Regions from separate parts of the Mus musculus genome. Here regions 1, 2, 3, 5, 6 and 7 are each linked to region 4. The links are chromatin contacts, called in public HiCAR-type, HiChIP or PLAC-seq, capture Hi-C and promoter capture Hi-C maps. All regions are on one chromosome and are shown on one strand. The core of a region is the stretch at or near the end of the contact, and the rest is flanking DNA. Distances in the headings are between cores, read along the strand shown.

Evidence for each region. Promoter capture Hi-C pulls out the DNA fragments that hold promoters and counts their contacts. HiCAR-type assays count read pairs that join an accessible place to other places. HiChIP or PLAC-seq counts read pairs in DNA pulled down with a chosen protein or histone mark. Capture Hi-C pulls out chosen DNA fragments and counts their contacts.
Region 1: a capture Hi-C map of macrophages shows a contact between it and region 4, with 6 times the contacts expected there. The contact joins the promoter of Psd3 here to the promoter of Ints10 in region 4. A contact is called at or near these places in 6 of 39 promoter capture datasets (the 3T3-L1 cell line, cranial neural crest, embryonic stem cells and 2 more), 3 of 15 datasets of contacts at CTCF or cohesin (the NIH/3T3 cell line, large pre-B cells and pro-B cells), 22 of 484 Hi-C or Micro-C datasets (3T3-L1-derived adipocytes, the HPC-7 cell line, bone marrow-derived macrophages and 15 more), 21 of 115 datasets of contacts at active chromatin or transcription factors (the NIH/3T3 cell line, astrocytes, bone marrow-derived macrophages and 13 more) and 2 of 9 other capture datasets (adipose tissue and macrophages).
Region 2: a contact with region 4 is called in a HiCAR-type map of astrocytes, with 3 times the contacts expected there. The contact joins the enhancer-like site here to the promoter of Ints10 in region 4. A contact is called at or near these places in 2 of 39 promoter capture datasets (cranial neural crest and maxillary cranial neural crest) and 4 of 115 datasets of contacts at active chromatin or transcription factors (astrocytes, bone marrow-derived macrophages, embryonic limb bud and 1 more).
Region 3: a contact with region 4 is called in an H3K4me3 HiChIP or PLAC-seq map of forebrain, with 4 times the contacts expected there. The contact joins the enhancer-like site here to the promoter of Ints10 in region 4. A contact is called at or near these places in 2 of 39 promoter capture datasets (embryonic stem cells and hippocampal neurons) and 4 of 115 datasets of contacts at active chromatin or transcription factors (bone marrow-derived macrophages, embryonic stem cells, forebrain and 1 more).
Region 5: a contact with region 4 is called in a promoter capture Hi-C map of pre-B cells. The contact joins the promoter of Zfp868 here to the promoter of Ints10 in region 4. A contact is called at or near these places in 3 of 39 promoter capture datasets (the C10 cell line, liver and pre-B cells) and 1 of 9 other capture datasets (pancreatic islet).
Region 6: a contact with region 4 is called in a HiCAR-type map of astrocytes, with 5 times the contacts expected there. The contact joins the enhancer-like site here to the promoter of Ints10 in region 4. A contact is called at or near these places in 11 of 39 promoter capture datasets (the 3T3-L1 cell line, 3T3-L1-derived adipocytes, cranial neural crest and 7 more), 6 of 115 datasets of contacts at active chromatin or transcription factors (astrocytes, embryonic stem cells, forebrain and 2 more) and 2 of 9 other capture datasets (adipose tissue and embryonic stem cells).
Region 7: a contact with region 4 is called in an H3K4me3 HiChIP or PLAC-seq map of neural progenitor cells, with 14 read pairs. The contact joins the enhancer-like site here to the promoter of Ints10 in region 4. A contact is called at or near these places in 1 of 39 promoter capture datasets (hippocampal neurons), 5 of 115 datasets of contacts at active chromatin or transcription factors (bone marrow-derived macrophages, embryonic stem cells, large pre-B cells and 2 more) and 1 of 9 other capture datasets (embryonic stem cells).

What each region holds. Positions count from the first base shown.
Region 1 is chr8:67,971,820-67,975,953 of GRCm38.p6, forward strand. Psd3 (pleckstrin and Sec7 domain containing 3) reads right to left here and starts at 2,755. Exons shown (of 16, transcript NM_177698.4): 1 at 2,314-2,755. The coding sequence starts at 2,344. It overlaps Gm15991 (a long non-coding RNA gene), which reads left to right. Exons shown (of 7, transcript XR_003947558.1): 3 at 755-964.
Region 2 is chr8:67,928,931-67,932,961 of GRCm38.p6, forward strand. The region is part of intron 3 of Psd3 (pleckstrin and Sec7 domain containing 3); the gene reads right to left. Among named protein-coding and RNA genes, the nearest start is that of Gm15991, 23 kb to the right of the region's middle. Within about 2 kb of position 2,156, at least 65 of the 459 cell types and tissues checked have an H3K27ac peak or open chromatin away from gene starts, as enhancers often do. A contact at or near this core is called in astrocytes, where this site is marked.
Region 3 is chr8:68,032,642-68,036,743 of GRCm38.p6, forward strand. It overlaps a transcript of Psd3 not described here. Among named protein-coding and RNA genes, the nearest start is that of Psd3, 60 kb to the left of the region's middle. Within about 2 kb of position 1,585, at least 24 of the 459 cell types and tissues checked have an H3K27ac peak or open chromatin away from gene starts, as enhancers often do. A contact at or near this core is called in forebrain, where this site is marked.
Region 4 is chr8:68,792,292-68,796,450 of GRCm38.p6, forward strand. Ints10 (integrator complex subunit 10) reads left to right here and starts at 1,638. Exons shown (of 17, transcript NM_027590.4): 1 at 1,638-1,857; 2 at 2,320-2,387. The coding sequence starts at 1,729.
Region 5 is chr8:69,623,513-69,627,583 of GRCm38.p6, forward strand. Zfp868 (zinc finger protein 868) reads right to left here and starts at 2,036. Exons shown (of 5, transcript NM_172754.2): 1 at 1,923-2,036.
Region 6 is chr8:68,056,773-68,060,763 of GRCm38.p6, forward strand. It overlaps a transcript of Psd3 not described here. Among named protein-coding and RNA genes, the nearest start is that of Psd3, 84 kb to the left of the region's middle. Within about 2 kb of position 2,124, at least 15 of the 459 cell types and tissues checked have an H3K27ac peak or open chromatin away from gene starts, as enhancers often do. A contact at or near this core is called in astrocytes and forebrain, where this site is marked.
Region 7 is chr8:68,082,410-68,086,114 of GRCm38.p6, forward strand. It overlaps a transcript of Psd3 not described here. Among named protein-coding and RNA genes, the nearest start is that of Psd3, 110 kb to the left of the region's middle. Within about 2 kb of position 1,347, at least 96 of the 459 cell types and tissues checked have an H3K27ac peak or open chromatin away from gene starts, as enhancers often do. A contact at or near this core is called in neural progenitor cells, where this site is marked.

The sequences.
Region 1 (4,134 bases), core at 1,505-4,004, 820 kb before region 4:
AGGAAAACTACACCTTCTTGAATTACTTCAACAGTGGGAGTTTCACAGAAACCATCGAAAGGCAACCCACTCTGACTTGTGCTGAAGCAAGGATGGAAATGGAGTGCCGATTCTGACCACTCAGCCTGTAACTTTACTAATGAACAGCCGTGGCAAAGACGCCTCATTTACAAATAGAAAAATTAACCCTTGCAGAATTAAAGACCTCAACTGAGTTTTGTCTATAAGTAACTATAATTCTGAACTATGAAAAACAGTGACCAATAACCTCGCCAGAAACAGAGCAGAGCTTACATTCTCAAAGCAATGGAAAGGGGCTCATTAAAACAAAGCAGGGGATAATCTAATCCACTTACTAGACAATAGAAGATGTATTTGGTATGATAAAAATATCAGAAAGTGAGTGTAAATAATGCAGACCTGCCAAGCGAGTAATGTACTTCTTTAAACTTTGGGACGCACTCTCCACCCTGATAAAAGTCACATTTGGGAGAAGACTATGATATATACTGAATGATGCTCACTATTTTCTGGAGTCTGCTAGCTCTCTAAATGCATGCATATTCAAGGTTTTATGTGCTTCAAAGGCCGGAAAGACCTGCCAAGCATTATCCAAGCTTTTAGCATGTGCATACAAATGCAGAAGGTTCCATTAACTGGACATTCTCCCCCTGGTGATTAACAGTTACAGCTGTGCTTACCACAGTCTAAATCCCACAGGCTAATGATTCTGAACCCAATTGTTCTCATTCAGCCCCTCTCCCTACAGGAGCGACAGTAGTTTACCATGTCTGTCAATGTCGGCGGAAGCTTTAAAAACTACAGAGCAGCACACGAACAGCGTTCAGGTCAGAGGATGGGATAAGAAGCAAGCCATTAATTGTAGAGCAAAGTCTCTGCAACAGCACAGAGAGAAGAAAGCTTGCAGCAGGAGCCCATCTGAGAGCAACTACTTCTCATAATTGTAAGTCCCTGCAGATGTCTTCCTTTAGCCTTACCTCTTCTCTCTCCTCTATTTTATCCATTCTGTCCACTTTCTACACTTCCTCCTGTTTACACATCCACACCTCTAATATCCACTTTTAAGTTTCCTCTACACTGACTCTAGTTTATATTAAGGTTTTTTTAAAGAGAATAATGGTTCACACTGAACCCTTTGCAGCTCCACAATATCATTTGAGCAGCCATCTTTTGCTAAGGTTAACACACATGTGGTAATATTAGAATAAATTTTTCTTGCACATTTTTGTTAAATCATTTAACAGTGAAGAAATTTAAAGTGATGTTCAAAACACTGTATAGTTCTTTTAAAACTGTGAGTGCCAATTGCCAAGCAGCTAGAGTGATTGGCCGTGATAGCCAACGACAGCTGTGGGCAAGGCAGGGTGAGGTTAGAGAAGCAGCCTCACTGAGCTGGGGCTAAGCCTCAGCTGATCCACACTGGCACTCCCATCAGAGTCTAAAGTCAGGTTTCGTCCTGCAGACTGACACGAACAATTCCAAGCACATCAACATTGACCGGTCAACAGAACGTTGAAACTTGGTTTCTCTAGAGAGAGAAATAAATCTTAAAATACTATAAAATGTTTTTGACAGATAGGAAAGACACACTGAGAAATAAGAAGACAGTTGCTATAAACTTCCTGGAAAGGCTGTGATGACTTCAGCGTCAACTCCAATGAGAATATCCTGAAGTCACCCCCACCCCCTCCAGGCTACTTCAGTTCCTGGCTGTGCTTCGGACAAAAGCAGCTTGGGTTCTTTAAGAGAAACTCCTCCCCATCCCATCCAACACTAAACTAAGGAATAGCCTGTTTCCTTCTTTCTGCCTAAATCATGCAGCACAGAAAGGGTGCTTGTTTCTATAGGATGATAGAATGCCCTGTTCCTGGGAAACCTGCTTGGGGACGGGGAATGAAAGGAAGTAAAATTATAGGTAAGCATGATACTCTACTCTCCACTTACATTTTTTTTTAAAAATTAGAACATTCAGCATCAGACACTAAAACAAATATTAAAAGCTAAAGCCAAGTGAGGTACTGGGCAAAGGCGTTCAGAGGCCCCCGTTGCATCTTTCCGTTTTCTGGGCAATTAAAGAGTGCTTGGCAGGGATGCCCCAGAATGAATGCAGTCTGCTCTTTTCTATGGCAGGATTCAGCAGAACTTGGGCTAGCCCCCAGAAGTCTCCTACTGGGATGGCCGAAAGACAACACAAGCAGTCAATAATACAGACGGAAAATGTCACAGCAGCATTGCACAAGAGATAGATAATATATATTTGCCTGCATAGACCTACAAATAGAGGTTACTCACAGAGATTACTGTAGCTCCAGCAGTTACCCATTGATCATAGAAAATGCCCAGTTCATCAGTTTAACGCTTGAGAAAAGTTAACGAGAAAAGAAGCAAGCTAATGCAAAATGTGCTGTTCTAGTCAACTGGAAGCAAATTAGTTTCAAATTTCCTGGAGGCCCCTCTTGCCCTGCACTGCACACGGTGATGTAAATGGAAGCACTTTGAGCACTTGGAACCAGAGCTGAGCCGAGCCCAGGAACTGCCGCCTCAGCCCCTCACAAAGGCAGAGCAGCCCGCTCTCCTGCTGTGCTCAGCCTCGGTCGCTCTCTACCTTGGTAGCTTACCGAAGACAGCCACTGTGGGGCTTTTCTATAATTGTCAAAACTACTTCCAAGGAGATAACTGAGATGTCGGGAGTTAGCTTTAATGTAACCATTCCCCCAGTGCAGCAGCAGGAAGCCGGCAGAGGCTCTGAGAGGATCGTACCATCCTGGGTGACATCAGAGGTGGGGCTGTCATCCTAGTATTATGCAGCATTTTCTCTGATGCTGGAATGACACACATGAACCGAGATGGGCCGGTTCCCTTTAAAAGCATTTAATTCTCACGCTGTTCCGACGGAAGAGGCAAATGCAAAAACACTGCCCAAAAGCTGCTTCCATGTCAATCCAGAGCTGACAGTCTTTATCTCACTTGTAAGTGCTGCTGCCACACAGTCATTTTACTAATGATTACATTACTGTTCCTGTGACAAATTAATATTTCACAGTAATTGATAGTAATTGGAAACGTCCCATGAAAAGATTCAAAGATGTTGTGATCCAGTTTTAAAAGCAATGGGATAAACTTTCACATCACCTACAGTACTTTGGATGCATGCAATACTTTTCAAGCAATCTCAGTAAAAGCACTCCTTTTGTAAATAATAATATAAAATTAATACATAGTTAGTAACATAACACTGACTCTTGGACTTGATATAAATATTAAAAATAAATCTTGGGTGGAGAGTGTCCATTTGTGCTACAGCGCCTACCTAACCCTGAGTTTGATTCCCCAACACTGGAAAAAATAAAAAGTAAGTAACTCATCTTCAGTATCATTAATATTGCAATCAGCATGAGAAACACAGACACTTCAAAAAACTTTCCTATTTCATACACTCAGTAACCAGCAACCAAGAGCCAGAAAATGTGCTCACTTTAATTTATAAAAAATATTAATTTATAAATTTTATTTTAATTTATAAAAAATGAATGGCCACTTTTATAAATAATATAATTAGGTTAGAAAATGTGTAGTAATATGCTAGACACTGCACTAAGAAGTTTCATTTTGTGAATCCTTCTATCCCCCAGAAGTCTCTACAATAGCTACTATTATGAACCCATTTTATTGATGAGACTACTAAAATACAAAAGAGGTGTGAGTCTTGTCAGATCAGATGAGTAAAAGAGGCACCACTGGAAGGGACTCAAACTCAGACACTACGGCTCGAAAGCTCAGCCTCTGTACCACCAAGCTACACTTCCCACAAGTCTGCATGCCAAGAAAGAATTCTGAAAGAAATGTTCAGGGTTTGAAACTACAACAAACCAAGTAGGCCCATCTCTCAAGAAGACCAATTCATACGCAGGGGACAAAGATCAGATGGTGTATCTAGGGACAGCAGACTTGGTGACAGAAATGAAGCTGAGAAGTCCAGCTTGACAGCTGGCAGCTTGTCTTACTTGGGGAAAGGCTTAAAATCTCCCAGCTTTAGTTTATTAACCTCCAAGCTGTGGATGTTTAGCTTCTTGATTAGTAAACGCTGTGGTGAAGGCACAGGATCCGGACTTG
Region 2 (4,031 bases), core at 906-3,405, 860 kb before region 4:
CCTGTGAGAGAAGTCAGAGCTCCCTCACCCCTCCCAACCCCCTGGCCTCAGGCTAGATGCTGTCCCCAGCCCTCAGACCCCCAACTCTGTTCTCTGCTCTTCCTTGCACTCACAGAAGTGCTTGGATGTGCCAGAATGGAATAAATGCAGTCAAACTCCCCATGTTCCACCTCCCCAAGCAGAGGCCATAGATGAGTGTACTTACTAGCTTGTTTCATATGCCTTGCTCAGCCTACTTTCTTATAGAACCCAAGACCACCAGACCAGGGATGGCACCCACCCTTCCCCAACGATCACTGCCTGACAAGATGCCTTATACCTGGATCTCATGTAGGCATTTCCTCAGCTGAGGATCATTCCTCTCTGGTGATTGTAGCTTGTGTCGAATTGATACATACAACCAGCCAGTACAGATGATAGATAAAAGAAAAAAATTAAATTATCATTGTAATGGTTTGAATATGCTTAACACTATTAGGAGGTGTGGCCTTGTTGGAGGAAGTATGTCACTGTGTGGGTGGGCTTTGAGGACTCCTAGTGCTTACTCTCTACTCAGTGCAGAAGAGAGCCCCCTACTGGCTGCCTACAGAAGATAATCTCCTGCTACTGCCTTTCATATCAAGATGTAGAACTCTCATCTCACCTCCTTCCAGTACCATGTCAGCCTGGATGCTGCCATGCTTCCCACCATGATGATAATGGACTGAACGTCTGAACCTGTTTTAAAACAGCCCTAATTAGATGTTTTCCTATATAAGAGTTACCTTGGTCATAGTGTAGACAATAAAACCCTAACTAAGACAACCATCAAGCTGAAAATACTTCTTAATTCTATTTCTCAATATATTATAATAATAAGACAGTATTAGTTTGTCAAGAGAAAAAAAGTAGATAACATGCTGCAATAACTGTGCGAGTACTTTTTAGGGATGATGTTTGACCAGGAAAAAAAAAAAAGTAACTAACAAATGAAGTGTGCAAGCAGATTGTTTTGTTTTGAGGGGTCTCCAAACTTAATGTACCTATATTTCCTTCACACACAATCAAAGCACCATGTTCACTCAGTCATGATAATTATACCAACAAATGATACCATAAGACATGGACTACATTCCACAAACATTATTTTCCTAATAAATATCTGCAGGTGATATAACTGTCTACATATCCATCCCAAAAGGGGGATCATCGCCAAGGATGGGGTGGGAAGAGTACAGGGTACTGAGGTGGTAGATAACTAGGAAGCATTGTCTGCTGGACACAGAAGTGCATCTGCACATATGAACTTACAGTGGTTCATGGTAGTGAACATGTACAGTGGTGCATGGTAGTATGTACGAAACCTATGTGAGCCCAAGCCACACCAAATATCAGCAAAGATGGGAAGCACAGACTCACACCCCAAGCCATGGAGCTACGGGCAACTGTTAGCAGCTAGAAGAGGGAGAGACAGTTTTCTAGAAGAGGGTAGTAGAATCTAGTAACACAACCAACCACTCCCCAGGAGAAACCCACATACCCAAAAATATTTTAGGCAACACAAGTTGTTGAAGGATTAAAAAAAAGTTGGGTAGGCAGGGAATTTGGAAGGGTGTATTTGGAAGCATATAGTGAATATTATCAAAACATATCCTATGGTATATGAACTAATTTTTTTAAAAAGCTATATAAAACTCTCAAAAAACTAATTTTAAAAGACATGAAAATTTCAAAGAACTAATGGCAAATATATATAAAAATGTTTTCAAGTGTGAAAATTAATTCAATGGTCAGTTAAATATGAAGTACTAATTAGAAAAATATTTGAAAAGGAGGTTCAGAACAACAAAATTTGTAAAAAAAAAAAAATAGCTAGGAACAGAAACACTACAGGATTAATACAGAGAAAGCTACATAATTTAGCTCAGAGGAATAAAGTACAAAGAAATAAACACTGTGATGGTTTGTTTATTTTGGTTATCAACTTAAGGCAATTGGAGGATGCCTAGAAGATTGGTGAAGCACATTTCTGGGTCCTGGGTTGTTTCCAGACTGGAATGTGGCTCAGTAAAGTGAAAGAGAAACAATACCCTTCCCTGGATGGAAAGCACACTTACAGAGAGGGACTCAGAGGAATGCAAAGTCGGGCGTGGCTCCCAAATGCATTTGTGACTCCCTGAAAGAAGGTGTGGGCTTTTGTTTCTGCTTGACTCTCACTGCTACTGCTCTCACTTACACAAAGCCTACTCTAGACTCTCCAGTGGAGGAACTCTGACTCTCACCAGCAGCTGTCCAGGGGCTGTCACTTGTATAAAGCTGACTCTAGACTCTCCTGTGCTGGAACTCTGACTCTCACCAGCAGCTGTCCAGGGACTTTTCAGGCTTCCACAGCATGGGGATACATCCCTGTCTTTCCATTTGAAGCTTCCACTTTCCTAAGTGAGACTATTCCCCTGGCTCTTCAGTCTCCAGATTGCCTTTGTGGGGTGTGTGTGTGTGTGTGTGTGTGTGTGTGTGTGTGTGTGTGTGTGAGTGAGTGTCTACACACACACACACACACACACACACACACACACAGGGTGGGAGGAGGAAGAAGAAAGAAAGAGGGAGGTATTTATACTATTGATACACATTACTGTGATGAGCCTTAATAAATGTAAACATTATATGCCTGGAATAAATATTTGATTCTGCCCTCTGTCCTTCTAATAAAATCCAAAGGTAATATAAAAAATAAACCTAGAGGGCCAGCAAGATGTCTTAGAAGGCTATTGCTAGTCAGCCCAAAATTTTGAGTTTTATCTCTGGGACCCCTATGATGGAAGAGCAGAAACAACTTCCCCAAAGTATCTGAGCATCACATGTGTGCTGTATCACGTGCTCATATATATATACATATACACATGGGTGCAGAGAAAACAAGCAAATAGCAATGTTTTAAAAGAAGGTAACTATGTAGAAAGAAAAGGAAATAGAACTGGATGTTTAAATTTCCTCATAGAGATGTTTCTGACCTTTATACTCACAGAAATATAAATTATATGAGCAATACAGCCAAGAAAAATTAAAATGGTGACTTGGAAAAAGCCCACACCAAAAAAAAAAAAAAACCTTTAATATAAAAAATAAAGGAAATAAATAAATGTGTAAGAAACTGTCCTGCATATTCTCATCTCTGTGCCTTGGCTAAAGAAGCTGCTTTCACCGCAGGTCCCTTGATTTGAGCTGTCTGGAAGAGAAGCCAGCATCTGTTGAAAACACGACACTTTTCTCACTCCTACACATCTGGGACACAGACATCCATGGCACTTGGAATATGACAGTATCTATACTAACAAATCTCGTGAAGTAGAATAGAGTTAACTAGCAAGGCACAGCAATACCAGGTACAATAAAGTCAAATGGAAACAAAGAAACAGAACACTGCACACCTTCCAGTTCAGTTTGGAAGGAATCTTCCCCAGTCTATTCAGGGACTTAAACCTGGTACCCATAATATTCAAAGAATAAAACTAGTACAAGTACATTTTCAGCCTACTGCAACTAGAGCCCAAACCTAAACAAGTGTCCACAAGTAATATAAGTGGTAAGCATGTAAGAACTAGACATGTCGTAGCCGGGCGTGGTGGTTGCGTGCCTTTAATTCCAGCACTCAAGAGGCAGAGGCAGGTGGATTTCTGAGTTCAAGGCCAGCCTGATCTACAGAGTGAGTTCCAGGACAGCCAGGGCTACACAGAGAAAACCTGTCTCGAAAAACCAAAAAAAAAAAAAAAAAAAAAAAAAAAGAACTAGACATGTAGAGAAATCATCAGTATCAATGTAAATTAAAGCAATCAGCTTTTCCCTCTATAAAACTGGCAAGGATCAGACAGATAACACACTATGAAGTGTGAGAAGGAATACAGACATTCATACACTATGGGCAGAAGTGCAAACATGTTCCACTCTAAGAACAAGACATAACACAACAAGCACTTCAAGACAAGCAAGGTGTCTCAGAATGAACATGCTTCCCACAAGGCTGAGACCTATGTCTGACTCCTGGGAGCCAT
Region 3 (4,102 bases), core at 335-2,834, 760 kb before region 4:
TTTACTTCACTGCCCATTCTTATTCTTTCATTTAACCTTAATTATCTTCATATAATGCAGTGGCTCTCATGCTATGACTCTTTAATACCTATCCTCATGTCGCAGTGAACCCCCAAGCATAAAATTATTTTACTGCTACTTTATAACTGTAATTTTGCCACTGTTAGGAATTATAATGTAAATATCTATGTTTCCCAGTGGCCTTAGGTGACCCCTGTGAAAGGGTCATTTGATTCCCAAAGGAGTCACGACCCATGAGTTGGGAACTGCTGATATAGTGAGTTTTGATTTCAGCGTTACAAATTTTACAGAGAAGTAACTCAGTTCTTCATGGACTTAATCTTAAGTATACAAAAAGCTAAATGTAAAAGTAGAGCTGATATTTCTCTATTGTTTATATTGGAATATTGTTGATATTTCTATTAAGGCAGGGGTGGACACTGCAGCATAGAAGACAGCGACTATCAATTTTTCAGCAACTACAGGTCATGAAAAAATGTGTACCAAGACATTACTTCACTAAAGCTTTACTTCAGGGTAGAAATGGCTAGTCTGAGCACTTACTACTGTCCTCCTAGAGGCCGTCTCTTCCTCGGGATCACACTGATACTCAGCAATGGAACTTGATCCTAGGTAGTCAAACTCCACAACTACTCAACCCAGCTCCTACTAGATTTAACAGCCTGCAACGTAATTGAGAAAATACCTCTACTTACAAATGGAAACTCCAGAAAAGTAAAACACTAACAATCACATAACACCATCATCTATTTTTCTTATCTACCCATTCTTTCCCTATGCTATCAGAAGTATCTGCATGAAAAGCCATGGAAGTAGGTGATGTAAATGAAGAAACAGGCTTCCAAAGACTTCTTCGAAGCGATGGTGACTAGAAGAAACACAAAGGCACCAGGATTCAATCCACAGCCAAGTGGTTTCAAATGTGAAATCCCAGGTTCTATCGTGTGACCTATAACCTACTCATACTGAGCTCTTGCTTGGCCCGGGGCCTGGGACCTGATGGGCTTCAAAATGTGCTGGAAGTGACTTAACTTCCTATAGAAGGCCAAATGTAATCTATGTCTTTCTTTCAAGAGGGGAACGGCCCAAGGAGAGGAAGTTCTAAGAAACAAAATCAGGGTTTCCAACACCAAGTCCTGTGGCCATCTGACAAATACTTATGGTCAAGGGAACACAAACAGGAGTGAGCAGAAAGGAAGTCTCACTCACCTAGACACTACATTCTAGAAGGAATGAACACTCAGACTCCAAATACAGTCAGACATATAACGTACCAAGTAAAGAAAGAAAGAGAGCAGAATAGCGGGACAGAGGATGGAATGGGTACTACCGGAGAAACAGTGGTCAAGGGACATCTTGGTTTAAACTGGGCTCAGAAGACCTGAGAGTTAGGACAATCAGTGGATCCTGCACTTTTATTACGGATCAGAACTTCCTTGTTTTTAACTGGGAGGAAAGAAAGAGTGGATCACAGTGCGAACTGAAAACAGCAGGTTGCAGTGAAAGGAAAGTTAGAAGGCTTTTCTCCCTTGACTGCAAGGAAGCGGTTACCATGGCCTGTTGCCATGGTGTTAGGCAACTAGAGAGAGAGGCATCCCAAGCACCAGGGTATGAAGAGAAAGTACCAGTGAGGAAAAGACAAAAGGCCAGCAGAAATGTCTCTCCCTGGGGTATGTGACAGGCAGCAAGCAAAGCTTTCCAAAAAAAAAAAAAAAAAAAAAAAAACACATGGTGGAAGCCAGGGGAGGAGGAGGAGGAAGAGGAGGAGAAGAGGAGGAAGAGGAGGAGGAGGATACTACTATTGTGAAAAGGGGCTTTGCCCATACTCTACCCACTTTCTCTGTCACTGGCTGTCATAGTTAGGATTTCTATTGCTGTGACAAAAGACCATGAATCAAGTGTGGGAGAAAAAGGTTTATTTGGCTTACACTTCCATATCACTGTTCATTATGGAAGGAAGTCAGGACAGGAACTCAAACAGGGCAGGATCCTGGAGGCAGGAGCTGATACAGAAGCCATGGAGTGTGCTGCTTTCTGCCTTGCTCCCCATGGCTTGCTCAGCTTGCTTTCTTATAGAACTCAGGACCACCAGCCCAGGGATGGAACCACCTACCATGGGTGGGGTCCTCCCCCACTGATCACAAATTGAGAAAGTGCCCTACAGCTGGACCTCATGGAGGTGTTTCCTCAACTGAGCCTCCTTCCTCTCTGATAACTCTAGCTTGTGTCAAGTTGACACAAAACCAACCAGTACACTCACCCATCAAGATACCTACTGCAATATGTAAAAAATCAAAATGAAAGAGCAGCACATGTCTCAAGCACTTCACACATCAAATTACACTACTTCTAGGTAGCCATTTTCTGAAATTCTCATTCTTTTTGCCAAAATACAGCTTCCATTTCAACTTAACTTAGCAGCAAAAGTGAATGAATTTTCTTAAACGAGGGATGACTGAGGAGTAAAAGACTGTGGTAGAAGGGAGAAAAGGTATGGTATAAGGTCAGTCAGAAAGATTATAGGCTATGGCTGGTATGTACAGCTATTAGCAGATAGAATGGTCTAGTATAGCCTTTTGTATATTACCTCTAAGATTGAACCAAAGATTGAACCAGATAAGGAGCATTAATACTGACTTATCAAGTAAGCTAATAAACATTTATTCCTCTCCATAGACACTTCCAAGATCTTGTAATCTGATATTATTAGTGACAGAAAGCTAGATATGTTCATTCTGCTATTAGATCAATGTATTAGGAGTTTTATAAATTGTACATAAGGTCAAAATCCTCCTTAAAGCACAAACAGCAAATTCAAAACAGAAGAAATATTAACTACAAATAAGCATGCCAAAAATATTTAAATCTTAACACATACTCAAAGAAATGTAGATGAGTCAAGATTTTCTAAATAATAAATAATACCATGGATTATTGGGAAATGGGTATTCAATCATGCCCTCAAGATCAAGTTTCTTATAACCCACTAATTACAAGAATAAAGTGCATACTTACTTCCATCTACCATTCATATAAGAAGTTTCCTAAGAAAACAAGTAGTATTATTGAATATCATAATGAAAAGCTGAAAGTAAAAGTTTCACTATTATGTAGTGGAAATCTATAATCATTAAAAAGCTTATGCTGAAAAGGTATTTGCAATGTATATGAATTTTTTTTCTTTACTTTAAACTGTCCATGGAAATCACTTAAAACAGCTGGAGAAATGGTTCAATAGTTAAGAGCACTTGCTGCTCTTACAATGTACCCGGATTCAGTTCCCTGCACTCACAACATCATTTCACAACTACAAGTCACTATAGCTCCAAAGAACCACACACCTTCTTATGGTCTCTGCAGACATAGGCACACGTATGATATATATACATACATGCTGGGCCTCACACATACACACAAAAATAAATAAGTTTATTTTTAAGTCATTTTAAAAATAAACTCTCCAAGAGAAAAAAATGAATTAAGGTATAGCTATGGTTTGAATTTTTCTCCTTCAAAACTCATACTGAAATTCAACTGCTGTGTGACAATATTACGAAGAAAGTCTACTGGGGGATGATTTCACACACTATGTATGCATACGCTGAGTACTGTGCCCAGAGATCTGATTGCAGTCTGGACACAGGCATTGCTAAGCATCTCCTATTTCAATGTTATGCAAAAATTGTTTTCTGCCACTTCTGACTGCTTAATAAAGAGCTTATCAGTCACTATCTCAGCAAGCTGGACCTCTAATTCCAGTGAGAGGATCTTGAGTGGAAGGAAGAGAGAGAGAATTTTACTTGAGAAGTAGTCATGAGAGAGTCGAGGAGGACACAGATGGAGCTGGAACAATCAGAGAGACACTAAGATGGCAGATAAGGCCACGTGGCTGGGAAGCTGATGGGAAGGAGGCCAGGCCAGCAAGGTAGGGTTAAACTAAATGAGAACCTTTTTAATAAATATACCAGGTCTCCATGTCATTATTTCAGAGCTAGGGTGGGTGTAGAAAAGCCCAGAACTTTTACAACAGGCCTGTAAGTGGTGGCTAGGTCATAAGAACTATGCCTTGTGTGTGGATTAG
Region 4 (4,159 bases), core at 388-2,887:
CTAAAACGACACCCCTCTGTCTCTGCACTTTTTGAATCAGCACACTAATTCACCACAAATTTTTACTACTTGTTTATAAATTATTCATTAGCAAGCCTGTATTTTTACATTTCTATAAATAAGATCGATATAAAACAATAAAGGAACTTAAAAGAAAGTTCATTCAAAGCTTAATATGAATGAGATGGTTTGGCCAGGTCTCACCTTGCCTTGGATGATATGTTCACGGTAGGGAAGCCACCTGAGCTTCTAGGATCACAGAACAAAAGAGAGCAACAGATCAATGCATTTGCCAGCATAGACATCGGGTAGCTGGGCTAGAGAAAGGTTGGGAAACCTCTTCCATAAAGACCAGGTATTATTTCATTCTTAACTTGAAGGTTACTGGAGCTTCAAGTCTTCCAGGCTTAAAGATCCCTCCTAAAAAGCTTATCTGGAAGAAGACAGTTAGGTCAGATATCAGAGATGATGTAGATGTTTATTGCCCCAAATAGTTTTGTTTCGTAGCCTATGTCCCTTCTCTTCACAAATAATCTTTGACATAAACAAAGCTTCATCCAAGAACTGCAATTCACTATTGTAATGTTTATATTCATATTTATTTTTAATATCTGTATTTTTTACTTAAATAAGTAAATTCCTAATTTCTTTGTTAAAGAAAAAAAAATTAATCAGAACAGGCACATGTCCTTAATTCCAGCACTTTGGAGATGGAAGTCAGGAATCAGGAGTTTAAGATCATCCTCGTATACTTGCCAAGTTTAAGGTCAGCTTGGGCCATGACCGAATGTCTCAAAGGAAAAAAGAAAAGAAAACCAGCTCTGAATTCTTCGATGTCCTGGTTTTAAGTGGCAAATGATGGCTACAGTTGATAGGAACTATATACAAACACCTATAAGAAATATATATATATACATGCACTTAGACGGAAAACCAAAGCTAGCAATTCACTTTCCGGACACTTCCAATTCAATAAATGAATATTGCCTTGTCAACAGAACAGGGGGACTGTTTTGTTATTGTGGTTGTTCAAATGCAAAACCAAAGCCAGGATTTCGGTACCGATTTATACTGCAGCTATTTTCCATTGTTCAAATGATCAAAGTTTTTTTGTTTTTTTTTTGTTTTTTTGTTTTTTTTTGTTTTTGTTTTTGTTTTTTTTTTTAACTCTTGCAGAGCAGGTGGTTCGGACATCCAGCCGAGCATCTTCTAAATGCTAATTTTTCCGTATAGGAGAAAAAGAATAAGATTCAGGCGAAATAATGCCTGGGGCAGGGGCAAAGATGTTGGCAAAGCTCAAAAGCAACAGGCGATCCAGGGTCTTTCCGCATGCGAGGGTGGGGTCGTCTTGCACAGTCCAGGCCCAGCCCTCCGCGACACTTCGAAACTACACCTTAACCCTGGGCACCAGGTTTATTTACACCGAAGGACCGCCGCTCCGTGTCTGAGCGTGTCGCGGACCTTCAAACCCGGGCTGGAATCAAAGGAGAACGCAAGAACCTGGAGCACAGGGTTGCCGACTCTGACGCTTACTCCCAGGCGGTCAGCGGCGCGCTACCATCGACGGATGGCAATCCGAGTAATGAAAATCCAGGTCTCCGTAGTTTCCATAGGACTCTACAGAACCTCTGCGGCCTGTGGTTGGCTGGTCTCTGGGCATGCGCAGTGGCCACCTGGGGGTTGGCGGCGCCCTAGTGTCGCCTACTGGAAGGGCAAAAACCCGGGACCATGTCGGCCCAGGGCGACTGTGAGTTTCTGGTGCAGCGAGCCCGGGAACTAGTGCCCCAGGACCTGTGGGCAGCCAAGGCATGGCTGATCACGGCCCGCAGCCTCTACCCGGCCGACTTCAACATCCAGGTGAGTCAGACCCGGCGCGTCCGCACGCGCGGAAGAGAGCGTTTGGCCGAGCCCAGTGGCCCTGGGCGCTTTGCGCGGCCGCTGTCCCCCTCCCCACGTTGCTCCTACCCTGCTCCACAGGACAGTTGACCAACCTTTTCCCCAGCACCTGCAAAGGCGGAAACCATACAGTAAATCCGGGTCTGGTTGATCCTGTACAGTGCATCTTTGCCACTAGGGCCCAGGGCATTCATTCATTGATCATGGTAGCAGCCATCTGTTCAGTTGCTGCTTCTTTGGGGACGTTTCTACTCCACTTGATCCTAGAAGCCCTGCAGATGGGGTGAATTCTGGGCCACCAGGCTCTCATTTCCCTTCGTGGGTGTTCTGGGTGAAGGCCCACCTCTGAGCAGTGCTGCAGGTGGGCTGGAGCTGGACCAGCTACCACCGTGGAAGCCGTTGACCCTGTCTGCCTTGTTTCAGTATGAAATGTACACCATCGAACGGAATGCCGAGAGGACTGCCACCGCAGGGAGGTTGCTGTATGACATGTGAGTTAACTGGGATCGTTCTGGGAGCTATTGTTGATATCTGAAGGGGTCCTCTTCAGATATGAACAATTGATAGTAGCAGTCGGGGCTCTGCAAGATCATCCTCTTCCCTGGTACCCAGAATTCAGGCCTTAATTGCCAACAGGCGTTCTACAGAGACGACTTTTTAATTCTTGTATTTTAATCCCCAAATTTGTAGCCAGTGATTTATCATAGGCTCATTACAAACATTCAGACAGCAATTGATAGAATGAAATGTGAAATCCCTTCTAACCCAGAGCTAAGTTTTGTGTGTCTCCATATGTATACATACATACACTGGGTAGCTGATAAAAGCGAGGCCATTCTACCCTGAAGTGTACTTTCATAACCCGCTGTTGTGGACCCTCTGGGTCTAGTCTATAGAGACAACTGATGTTCTTAATGGCCATGTATCATTTTCTGGGTGCATGGTTAATTTCCAATTTATTTATGTTTGGAATGTCAGTGAGTAATTCTGCACCCATATTTTGATGTTTTGTAGCTAAGGGATATGTACAATTCATCATCTATCAAATTACTCTTTAAAAAGGATAGCCTAAATATCTGTTTCCACAAATTATATATATGTATGTATATATATATATATATATATATATATATATATATATATATACATATATATTTATATGTGTATATATATGAATTGGCAGTTTTCCACATTTTTGCCAACCTGTATATGTTCATCTCCTCCACCACCACCACCCCTGTTTTTCCTTTTCTTCCTCATGAGACAGAGGAACCTCACTTTATTGGGCAGGGTAGTGTTGAACTCAGACCCACTTGTTCCTCTTTTCTTAGCTGGGACAGAGGCTATGCCGCCACACCCCACCTGTATCATGGGGAAAATGATATCTTACTATATCATTGTTTCTTTTTTTCCCCCGAGACAGGGTTTCTCTGTATAGCCCTGGCTGTCCTGGAACTCACTCTGTAGACCAGGCTGGCCTCGAACTCAGAAATCCGCCTGCCTCTGCCTCCCGAGTGCTGGGATTAAAGGCGTGCGCCACCACCGCCCGGCTACTATACTGCTGGTGCCCCTCATACGAGTGTCGCTGCGACTGTTCTCTTTGGTTATTTCTGGCCTGTGGTTTACCTTTGTGAGTTTTGTTCTTGTTTTTCTTGTTGTTTTTAATAGAGTGTTATTTTTTTCTGTTGCTGTGACTGATAGAAAGCAGCTCAGAAAGGAAGGGTGTGTCCTGACTCAGGTTTTAAGGATACAGTCCATCCTGGTGGGGAAGGCATAGCAACAGGAGCTGGAGCTGACTGGTCACAGTGTAAACGGGTGAATGCATGAAGGCTCTTGGCTTGCTTTTGTTTTCTCTTTCTGAGACCACGTCTTTTGTGTCCTCTAGATTGCTGTGGGTTCAGATTTATTAAAGTATCTGAGGCCAGGAAGTGGTGGCGCACACCTTTAATCCCAGCACTTGGGAGGCAGAGGGAGGTGGATTTCTGAGTTCGAGGCCAGCCTGGTCTACAGAGTGAGTTCCAGGATAGCCAGGGCTACACAGAGAAACCCTGTCTCGAGAAAAGAAAGAAAGAAAGAAAGAAAGAAAGAAAGAAAGAAAGAAAGAAAGAAAGAAAGAAAGAAAGAAAGAAAGAAAGAAAGAAAAGAGCCGCTCCCCCCCCCCCAAAAAAAAAGTATCTGAGGATGACCTTGAACCTCTGATCTCATGCCTTTATGTCTCAAACACTGTGACTACTGGCATTCACCGCCACACCTGTGCTGTAGA
Region 5 (4,071 bases), core at 786-3,285, 830 kb after region 4:
CACACTTCAAATCACCAATGAAAGCAATGAACCTAATAAAGCAAGTGCTACTGCAGGATCCTGGACGTGAAGTGTTGAAGGGCACAGTCGGCTGTGTCCTGTCCCAAGTTACTCCATACTGTGAGAAAACAGTGGTTTTCCAGACAATGCCTTGCCCTGAGTGACTCCATTTGACTCCATTTTGAGGAAAGAGAATGACTCCAGCCCCTTGGTACATGCACAAACAATACTATCTGTTCAGCCAGATATCACAGGCTTGTTCCTGAGAACAGAAAGAGGGCTACTCTGTAAGTTTATCAGGGTGAGTTGAGACTAGATGGGCATGTATTACAATGCTATCAGGGAAACCAGGGAAGGGCATAAATCCCTCTCCTGGCCTCTTAAATTGATAGACACCTACTAGCACTAGGATGTCTGACCCCAAACCATCCTATCGTCTGATAACTAGTATATAGATGAAGAAAGGACAAGTAGAGACTTTTGTCCCTGAGGTTTCAATAGGCCCCATGACTCACCTACTCACCTGCCTGGCCTTCCACCTAGTCCCTATCCAGACCTGGACCTGAGCCCACAGTTGCCTGCTCTCAGGGCCTTCTATCTAGAACTAAGCAGCATGGCTGACAAGCCTGAGTCCTCTCTGTGACTTCATCAAAGGCTCGCTCCCTGTGGCACAATTGTTTTGAGTTCCTTTTCATATCAGGACAAACTCTACCTACATTTCTCTCAGCCTACTTCTAAGTATTCATTTTATAAACTAAATATATGCAGAGATATACTGTGTGCTTTGACATGAGAATTAATATTAACAATTAAAACTAAAAGAAGGGCTGGAGAGATGGCTCAGTGGTTAAGAGCATTGACTGCTCCTCCAGAGGTCCTATGTTCAATTCCCAGCAACCACATGGTGGCTCACAACCATCTGTAATGGGATCAGATGCTCTCTTCCATTGCGTCTGAAGAGAGCGAAAGTGTACTCACATACATAAAATAAATAAATCTTAAAAAAAAAAGACTAGAATAAAACCCACATTAACCTTGTCCTAATTACAAATGTAAGTGAAATCACTTGGCAAATTGCTGCCATCAAAACCTTTTAAGTTTATTGTTATTCAAAAATATTTGATACTTTGGGGAGATACAAATGTGTCTATCTTATTTCTAGCATAGTATGCTCATGTTCTCAGTTTAAACTAGTAGTTCAACATACTTCCAATAAAAATGCTAAAATAAACAAGAAATAAAGGTTGTGTGGAAATGAAGAAAAGGACCAGAATGGTGAACACAATACAGAAGAATCGACTACAATGCTTCCTGACTAACAGTTCTCGGCGAACCTCGGTACGCAAAACAATGCACTATTTGAGGGAAGAAAAATTAACAAGCCCACAAATGCATAAGCAGAAATAAAAACAAAAATATAATCAAAGGATGTCTGACCGAAGAACAAAATAAATTCAAGGAGACAAGTCATCTTTCCCAGAGCTGGTTTTAAACATCTTTGCAAAGAAACTCACTGGACTTTACAAATGTCGTAAAATTAACCTAAAGAGGTTGCCACACTTACATGTGGAAAGCAAAGTTCAGAACTTCTCGAAGACAGCACAAAGAACCTAGACAGCCTTAGTCTAGCAAGCAGCCTTCAGCGCACCACCAAAAGCAGGACGTCCCCGCCAGCCCGGATCGTGACGTCATCCGCGTACTGGCTTCCGCCCATCCCCCGCCCCCCGCAGGGCGGGACCTCCCGCTCAGCGCTGACGCCAAGAGGATCAGGGCGGAAGTACCTACGGACCGCAGGCGGAGGCCCAGGTCGCAGCCCCGACGTCCCCGCGTTCACTGCCCCAACCCCAGGGAGGACCCACCACCCCGGCTCCCGCAGCCCAGCCGGCCGCTCCTCCCATCAGGGGACAGCGGCCCTCGCTCACCATTGCCAGGCTCCGAGCTCACCCGCGCTCCCCCACACAGCTCCAAGCACTGGCTCCCACAACGGCTTTCCTCAGTTTCGGTGAAGAACCTTTAGCTAACATGGCGGCCGAAAAGAACCCGCCCCCCCGCCTCCTAGAAGCTTCTGATTGGACAACCTGTCTGTAGCTCCTGATTGGTTAGAACTGCTCTAGGTGATCTGAGTGACAGGAGTAGCTCCTCTTGCAGTTCCTTAGGCTGTGAGTCTAGAGCCCATTGTTTAGTGTTGCGGTGGCCAGCAGGTGTCAACATAGGTTCATGGCTCTTGTGTACCTCTAGGTGTGCCCTACTGAATGATTCCAGGACCCTGACCAGTGAAAATAGTTAACGATGTCAGGCCAGTTTTGTGACTCTGACTTACCTAGGGACAAGTCCGCTGAAAGAACCAAACTAGTGTTTGGTGATGACAGTTCAGGGGGCACTGTACCATAGCTTCTTCAGAATATTTTTGTTGAGACTCTTCCTTTATTGTGTACAAGAGCCTCAAACTCGTAGTCCGCCTCAGTCAATGTGCCTAAAGCCATTTTTTTTCTTTTCTTTTTTATTGGATATTTATTTACATTTCATATGTTATCCCCTTTCCCGGTTTCCCTCCCTCCAAGAAACACCTTATTACATTCTTCCTCACCCTGTTTCTATGAGGGTGTTACTCCACCCAACCACACACCCACTCCCACCTCCCAGCCATCAATTCCCCTATACTGGGGCATCTATCGAGCCTTCATAGGACCAAGGACCTCTCCTTCCATTGATGCATGACAAGGCCATCCTCTACTTCAGTCCTTTCTCTAACTCCTCTATTGGGGAATCCCATGCTCAGTCCAATGATTGGCTGCCAACATCCATCTCTGTATTTGTAAGAATCTGGCAGGGCCTCTCAGGAGATAGCCATATCAGGCTCCTTTCAGCATGCACTTCTTGGCATCCACAGTAGTGTCTGGGTTTGGTAACTGTATTTGGGATGAATCCCCAGGTGGGACAGACTCTGAGTGCCCTTTCCTGTAGTCTCTGCTCTACACTTTATCTCCATATTTGCTCCTGTGAATATTTTGTTCTCCTTCTAAGAAGGACCGAAGCAACCATACTTTGTTCTTCCTTCTTACTGAGCTTCATGCAGTCTGTGACTTGTATCCTGGTTATTTGGAGCTTTGGAGCTAGTATTCACTTATCAGTGAGTGTATAAAATGTGTTTTCTTTTGCACCTGGGTTACCTCACTAAGGATGATATTTTCTAGTTCTATCCATTTGCCTAAGAATTTCATGAATTCGTTTTTAATAGCTGAGTACTACTCCATTGTGTAAATGTACCACATTTCCTGAATCCATTCCAGATTTGAAGGATCAAATCTTCAAATCAGGGATCAGGGTTGTTTCCAACTCCTACCTCTTATAAAAAAGACTGCTATGAACATAGTGGAGCATGTGTCCTTCTTACATGTTGGAGTATCTTCTAGTTATATGCCCAGGAGTGGTAGAGCTGGGTCCTCAGGTAATACTATGTCCAATTTTCGAGGAACTGCCAAACTGATTTACAGAGTGGTTGTACCAGCTTGCAATACCACCAACAATGGAGGAGTGTTCCTCTTTCTCCACATCCTCTCCAGCATCTGCTGTCACCTGAGTTTTTGATCTTAGCCATTCTGACTGGTATGAGGTGGAATCTCAGGGTTCTTTCGATTTACATTTCCCTGATGACTAAGGATGCTGAACATTTCTTTAGGTGCTTCTCAGCCATTTAGTATTTCTCAGTTAAGAATTCTTTGTTTAGCTCTGTACCCCATTTTTAATAGGGTTATTTGGTTCTCTGGAGTCTAACTTCTTGAGTTCTTTGTATATATTGGATATTAGCCCTCTATCAGATGTAGGGTTGGTAAAGATCCTTTCCCAATCTGTTGGTTGCCTTTTTGCCTTATTGACAGTGTCATTTGCTTACAGAAGCTTTGCAATTTTATGAGGTCCCATTTGTCAATTCTTGATCTTACAGCACAAGCCATTGGTGTTCTGTTCAGGAATTTTCCCCCTGTGCCCATATCTTAGAGGCTCTTCCCCACTTCCTCCTCTATAAGTTTCAGTGTTTCTGGTTTTATGTGGAGGTCCTTGATCCACCTAGAT
Region 6 (3,991 bases), core at 874-3,373, 740 kb before region 4:
TCGTCATACATACTGCACACAAAAGCAGTACTAGTACTGTGTGCATGACAGAAAGGAGAAATATAAACCTGGAGCCTGTAAATGTAGCTATTTACTTCCTAGATCTATCACACAAAGTGTGCCCGGGTCTTATGAGTGTACTGTATCTCTAACTGTGATGTGAAGTACTTTTCTCTATAGGCAGTCATTTCCCTGTTGTCTTCAAGCACTTTGAGAACTGCTAGTTCTCTGAGACAGTTCTGTGTGCTTTCCAAGGGAGACTTCCACTGTTGTCATCTCCACCGCTGTCCACCTGGATCTTCATGACTATGCTATAGAGGTTCATGGATCCTTGAAGCAAAGGTATCAGATATTCCATACAGAAAAGAAAGAAGTCAACTAGTGTTTGATTATTTCCTTGAACTCTCAAAACAATGTCATCCATTTTTTAATTAAGCCAAGCCAACAGACAACTCTCAGGCAGACTAGACTCTAAAGTTTTCCCGTTTGCATGATTCTAGGTACAAAACATGTTCCTGTTTTTCTCCAAATAGCTCCTAGAGACGTGCATTTTTTCTCTCATCATTTTAAATGAATATATCTACTTTCATTTTATTAAAATTTCATATCTCTCATATACATTCCCCACACTGGTGCTTATCAGACATGAGGGGGTAAGTGAGAACAATTTCCAAAGTCTACCAATGCCTAGTCAGTAAACACACCCCAGCAGCCAGAATGTCAAGAGGGATACGTCAGCTCAAGTCAGACAATGACATCCCTTAAAGCACTTTACCTGAATGCCTTGCTGCATAGCACAATAGCCATAAGCTAGCTAGGACTTTACAAATTCACTGAACTAAATAAAATGTAAAATTCAGCTCTTGAGAATAACCATATTTCAGGTACATACAGATTCTGGCTACTGAACAGGGGCGGTCTGGGACATTATGAACAGGACAGAAAGATCTACTGAAGAATGCTGATGAAGAGGATAGAGTCCATGAATGTTCACAGGTGCTGAAGTTTTAGGAACAGCAAGGCCAGTATTTACCAATTGTAGAGTTTGACTCTCTTAAGAATGGCTCTAGGTCTCTACATGTTCCTTGAAGGTTCTTTTAGGTCAGCTTAGGTCAGTGGCAAAACCTGTTCACAGACTCCGCGAATAAATGAGTAGATGAATGAATAGTATGCGCCTTAATTTCTGCCCTAATTTACGCAGAAGATATCAGGGCCTGGAAAGCAATAGTGCCTTGTTTATTTGTTTTGTTTTCTCATGGAGATTTTATTAGAAGATGCAAGTGTCAGCAGGCCAGGCAAGGAGCTTATAGACCCTGCAGAGCCACCAGAAAGCAATCTGTAAATCTGTCCAAAAGGAACTGCATCATTCGAGCAGAAAGCTCCAACCCGGGGGCTGATGAGATGGCTCAGCGGTTAAGAGCACCGACTGCTCTTCCAAAGGTCCTGAGTTCAAATCCCAGCAAACACATGGTGGCTCACAACCATCCGTAACAAAAATCTGATGCCCTCTTCTGGAGTGTCTGAAGACAGCTATAGTGTACACACATTAAATAAATAAATAAATAAATCTTAAAAAAAAAAAAAAAAAAAAAAAAAAAGAAAGCTCCAACCCAAGAAAGTAGTATACACTCCCCAAAGCTCTTGACGCGCACACACAGGGTTAGTCACAGGAGATGCCCTGAAAGATCGAACAGCCTGATGCCAATTTCATGGTAATTTTCTACTGCAAATTTGCTAGAAAGTAATACAATGGCAAAGCCAGCAAGCATCTAACTGCACACAGTCTGTGCCATTCACTCAGAGTCCCCTTGCCTCAGTGTCCTGTGACTCATTCTACCTTGCCCAGCAGCTTCTTGGAAAATAAAGTTTTCAAAACCCTGAATTCCAAAATAGCTAGCAGAAGTTCACCTACGGAAAAGCAATCCCATTAATGCTTCACCAGTGACCTCCTGCAGGGCAAGCGAGGGAAGCTACAGCAGCTTTTTAACATGTTCTGTTTCCCATGTGCACTGACCGACAGCCACAGAAGAGGCAAGCTGCTTCATTTCTCAATGTATCTTTCCTTAGCGAAGGTCTGAGAACAGAAGGCTAGACAAGCAGGGAGCAGCTGTGGCCTGATCTTATGAAAGCCCTCTGCTGGTTCCCTAGCCCCCTCTTATTGTTTCAGACAGACTTTCAAAGAGCCCTGAGCTCCAGTTCCTGGGAAAAAATAACAAGGAAAAGCAGTCCTCTCTGTGTCAACACCACTGTGGCAGAAACATCCAGATACTTCTCTGAGGTGACATAATTAGGAATTAGAATAAGCGAGGCTCACATTCAACTTTAAATTGTTAATCTGCTTCATCTTTTATTTTAATTATTTATGACTATAGGGTACTCTTTAATGTTCTCTGGATAAGAAATTATACAATTTCTATCTCTTGAGCCAAGAAATACTATTGCTGCTGTTTAAGCCAATAGAATTGTTGGTGAATTAGTCTGATAAATTAGTCATTGCCTTTTAGAGCCAAAATGTCAGTTTCTGCAGCACAGAGTGCTAACTGTGAGGCCATAGGAAAGGGATTAAGCAGACCCCTACTTGAGTTTGAATATTTGCTTCACAGCTTTAATAGCTGTGGGATCCTGAGCAACAAAAATTTCTCAGGACTTCCAAAATAGAGATGATGACAGTACTGACTTCTCGGCTATGCACGTCATAACTCAGTCAATATTACCTATGCCTGTGGCACCTCACTATAAAGAATGCATTTTCTAAAAGGTAGGGCTTGAGATGAGACTAAAGACAAGTCTGCTTCTCAGACAACCTGCATGAAAAGAAGGGTCTTCCAAACACAAGGACTTGAGTCTGCTCCTGAAACCATGTACAGAATGTGCCAGACACAGTGGTACCCACATGTAATCCCATCACTGGGGAAACCAAGACAGGAAGGCTCACTAACCAGCCACCAAAAGTGGATAGGTCCTAAGGACCAGCACCTGATGTCCTCTGGCCTGCACATGCACATGTGTACACATCCGTGCATATACACAAACTCACAGCATGAAAAAAAAAATGGCAGCCCTGACGCTCTCATGGAAGGAGAGAACTGGTAGCTTTCAGCTTCCTTATATCACAGTCATTGCCAAAAGAGAATTATCTACCACCTCTGTGCCCTGGAGTTTCAACAAAGTCCTTGTCAGCTTGGCAACGGTAACTTCGATTTCAGTTTGTTGACATTCTGGGCACAGCAAAAAATCGTTCATTTGGTAGGGCAAACAAACATTGCAAGGACATGTGCTATTTTTGTGTAAATAAGATATAGCATAAGCAAAGATTCATTATTAATGTTATGAGCTACACATTATTTTCCAACAAGGCACAACAATTTGGATTGTAAAACTTGTCAACCACACACTTCAAATTCTCATTATATACTCAGTCACTACAAATAGCAGCAGCATTTGGAACTTTGGAAAATGGTCATATAACTCACAAACACAGAATAGAATAGTATTAAGTAATACAGCACCATTTCATTTCTGAATGCACATACAATATCACAAATAACACAAGCTTACCAGGACATGAACACTGAGAACTAACAAACTGGAGAATGTCATCAATATCTTAGTATAAAATCTAGAGAACCTCATTAGTACTCCCTAAAATTAATCAAGGTTAGTTTAACTCAGAACTCAAGAAGTGTGTCTGTAGGGATACTGCTAAGCACTGGCGTGGCATACGTCAGCCATGGGTTCAATATTTAGCACTATTTTAAAACTCAAGAAGAAAACCAAAGACCTCTATGCTTGGTCCTGGAAGAACATGGTGGAGAACACTTGCAGCAAAACGTGATTCGGCTAGACCAGACTTCTATAACCATATTTCACATACAGGCTTTGATTGCATTGTTTCTTTTCCGTCAGCCTAAAGCTCAATTTAGTCTGAATATGTTGCAGACAAACCTGAGAATGAGCGCCACGTATTACTCACCTTTTAATCCCACCCAAA
Region 7 (3,705 bases), core at 97-2,596, 710 kb before region 4:
CAGATATACAGTCCTCTATTATAGGACTATGGTGAACACTTGTCTTAGATCAAGAGAGGTCTCTGCCTGTAGAATGCCTGGATAATTAAGGGTTAAATTTTATGACTGGCAGCCCTGGGGCAAACAGCTGCCAGCAATTACATTTTTTCAGTGATTCTCTACAAACCACCACTCTCTGCCTCTCTGGGGCTCCCTGCCAGCAGGACTTTTATTCCTATGGAAATGTAGCCATAAATCTCTTCAGGAAGCAGAAAATAAGCTAGGTGCTTGAGTAGACAAGGTACTTAAGAACATAAGCACACACACACACACACACACACACACACACACAGAGAGAGAGAGAGAGAGAGAGAGGGGGGGGGGAAGAGAGAGAGAGATGCAATGGCAGTCAGCTTCTGATTATCTATTGACAAACTTCACTGTGGATTTCAAGCCTTGAGGTGCCTCTCAACCCTGGCAGCTCCCTGAGTTCTAGGCTACTCCCCCAGGACCTCTAGGGTATAGCAAAGCTGATTCAGACTACAGATTTCATTACACACAGGGATTTGGGATCCCTGAACTAGAGGGGCCATTAAATACATGTAACAATATTATTTATATGATAAAATTCCTCCACTGGGGATTGGTGCCCTGGCTAGGCATCACCTCTCTTCCTGGAGCTTTTCCAGTAGTAAAACCCTGGGAGTGGGAGTGAGCAGAGAACAAATGAATGGAGGAAAAGACATTGATAAGAGAGCTGAGGGCTGGCAGAGGGGGGAGGGGTGGAGCAAACAGCTTTTGCTCCGCCTAAGTTGTACTGTTGAGCCCTAAGGGCAGAGCCTGATTCATTGCTGTTCTCTACGACCTTACATAACACCTGGCACAAGGAAGTACTCAGAAGCAATGTGGTGAGTGATATGAATTAATCAGCAAGATCTGTCCCTCTCCTCCCTATGGACAGAAACATGTTAGCAAAACGACCACAATACTTGTACTCCGGGAGAAACTGACATAATACCCTGTCCTAGGAGCCAAGTTTTAGACTGGTAGGCTTTCTGGTCTGATGATTCTGGTGGCAGATAATGTCTACTCACCTTCAAGTTTGGTCACTGAATGTCTTTGGCTTAGACTTGTTGAAAAAATGAAATACTATGCAAATTTGCTTTCTATCCTTCGTTATGCAGTAGCCCTGGCTTGCCCAAACCTAGAAACAAGTAGCATGCACATTCAAAGACTTCAAAGAGCTAGGGCAGCCGGCTTCTGATTCATTCTCCAGAAGTCTCTGCCAGAAGTAGCAGTCAGGGTGAGGCCAATGGGCTTGTTGGCTTCCCCCTGGGACTGAAATAAAACAGCAAGCCTGGTGAGACAGTGGAACCAGTCTTCTCGGCTCTTCAAAGAGGCCCGGTTCCACTCTCTCCTCCAGGGCACATAGTCCTGGCAGATCTATTGCCTGAAAACAGAAGAGCACCTGGAGACACTTTTATAGGATCCTTTTATGAGGGCAGTGTGTTCTTTTATCCCCCTCCCCCTGCTGGTTAAAGTCCACACCTTTGAAAGGCAGATTTCTAAAGAAATGGTTGCAGCTTTGAGCGCAATAAAAAGCAGTGAGTTTGTGAAGATGGATGGATAAAAGAGCCTAATAGTACTCAGCCATTGAATGAATAGTTTATGTACTCTGCATGGTTTAATTACCAATGTGCTAGCTTATGAAGAACGAGTACTGGCTTAAAATCAGCAAGTGGCCAATAAACACGGAACTGTGAAATGTTTGTTGAGCTGCAAGCTGGCAGGATAGAATGTGATTATGAATCTCTAAGTAGATCCATTCACAAAATAAAGAAGACCAACATTGTTTATTCTGCACGGGCAGGGGAACAAGGAAGTATAACCGGGTCTTCTCATGTCACATAAACTTGGGACTGCTGCACAAGATGCCATTTTCCTTGGACCGCTAAAGAGAAATATGATAGAAATAAGCTTTACCAACAGCAATTCATTTTCTCAGGGTTCTGGAGGCAGCAAGTGTCAGCAGGCTTGATCGCTTGAGGCTTCTTTACTTTGCTTGCCAATGGATGTACCCTGTGCCACATCAGGGTCACACTTGATGCATGTACGCCCTGGCTACTCTCTAATTCTTGATCTTCTTGCCATAGCCTACTGAATATGGAGATTGCAGGTGACTTCAGTCAGCTTGCATTAGTGCTACCTCTGGTGACCTCAGTTTCCCTCACCTCTTCACAAACCTCATCTTCAAACACATTTACATGTGTTAGTTAGTATAGGAACATGAATTGGAGGGAGCACAATTGACTCTCCAAAAGCTTCTAAACTGAGGTGTTCTTTTTAAAGAAGAGAGAAAAATATCTCCCACAACTGTAGTCTTACTCACAAACACAACAGTTGCACTCCTTATGCCTCTGAGTCACCGTGAGCCTCTAAGACTCTACCTGGGAGTTGTGTGACCCTTTCACAGGGGGCGCATATTAGATATACTGCATATTAGATGTTCATGTTACCATTTATAATAGTAGCAAAGTTAGAGTAATGAAGAAGCAACAAACATAATTTTAGGGTTGGAGTTCACCACAACATAAAAAACTATATAAAAGGGCCCCATATTTGGAAGATTGACAACCACTGCCCTAAAGTAAAACTCTCTGTCTTTGATCCATCTCTGATGCATGTCAGCTTGCTTGTTAATTGATTGTTTGCCATTAATAATGCTTAAAAAACTATTACAAGAGAAGGTGATGTGTTTATAAAAAGATAAAGAGGTATAAGAATATGTTCTATGGGGGTGTGGCGAGGTGTGGGGGAAGGGAGCGCCTCAGCTAGCCCATTCCAAGGCATCCTTTCCCCATGAGGGACCAGCCACACGATGGTATAGTATAGAATAGTTTATTCTGGGCATGGGGAGGGGAGTCAAGATGGTAGTAGAGGCAGAGAAAGGCAGAGAGAGGGAGAAAGTAGAGAAGTAGAGGCCACGTGGAGAGAGGGGGAAAGGGAATGCGGAGAGAAGGGGAGCAAGAGGGAGAGGCAAAAGAGAGGGAAGAGAGAGAGAGGAGAGAGAGAGGAGAGGAGAGAGGGGAGAGGGGCCCAGCAGCCCCTTTTATAATGGGCCAGGCCTACCTGGCTGTTGCCAGGTAACTGTAGGGAAGAATATAACTGGCTGTTGCCAGGTAACTGTGAGGTGGAGTTTAGACAGAATACCAACAGAAGGAATGTAGCCATTAAAAGTTCCAGTTCCAGGCAGTACCTAACTGGGAGGTGAACATCCAGAATGAGCCAGAACTTTAAAACCACACTTTGGAGACTGCTCTAGCTCCTTGCTGTAGAGGATGTGATGTAGGCCTCCGTGTCAGCTCTGCTAAGTCAGTCTTTGAAGACTGTAATTTGCAAAAGTAAAGAAATAAAGGAACCAAAATTGCCAGGCTGGAGAAATTGCTCAGTGGTTAAGAGCACATATTGTTCTTGCAGAAGACCCAAGTTCAAGTCTCAGCACCCACATCAGGCAGCTCACAACTACCTGGAGCTCCAGCTTTAGAGAGCTGATAATTTCTCTCACTTCCTTGGGCACATTCACACACACACACACTCACACACATAAATAATAAATAAATAATGAAAATTAAATGACATGATCACTTCTGTGCCTTTGAACTATGCCTAAGGATCTTCTTTGTGTAGAAGAAATGTCACAGGCTCCATGATCTACCCGTGTCACTA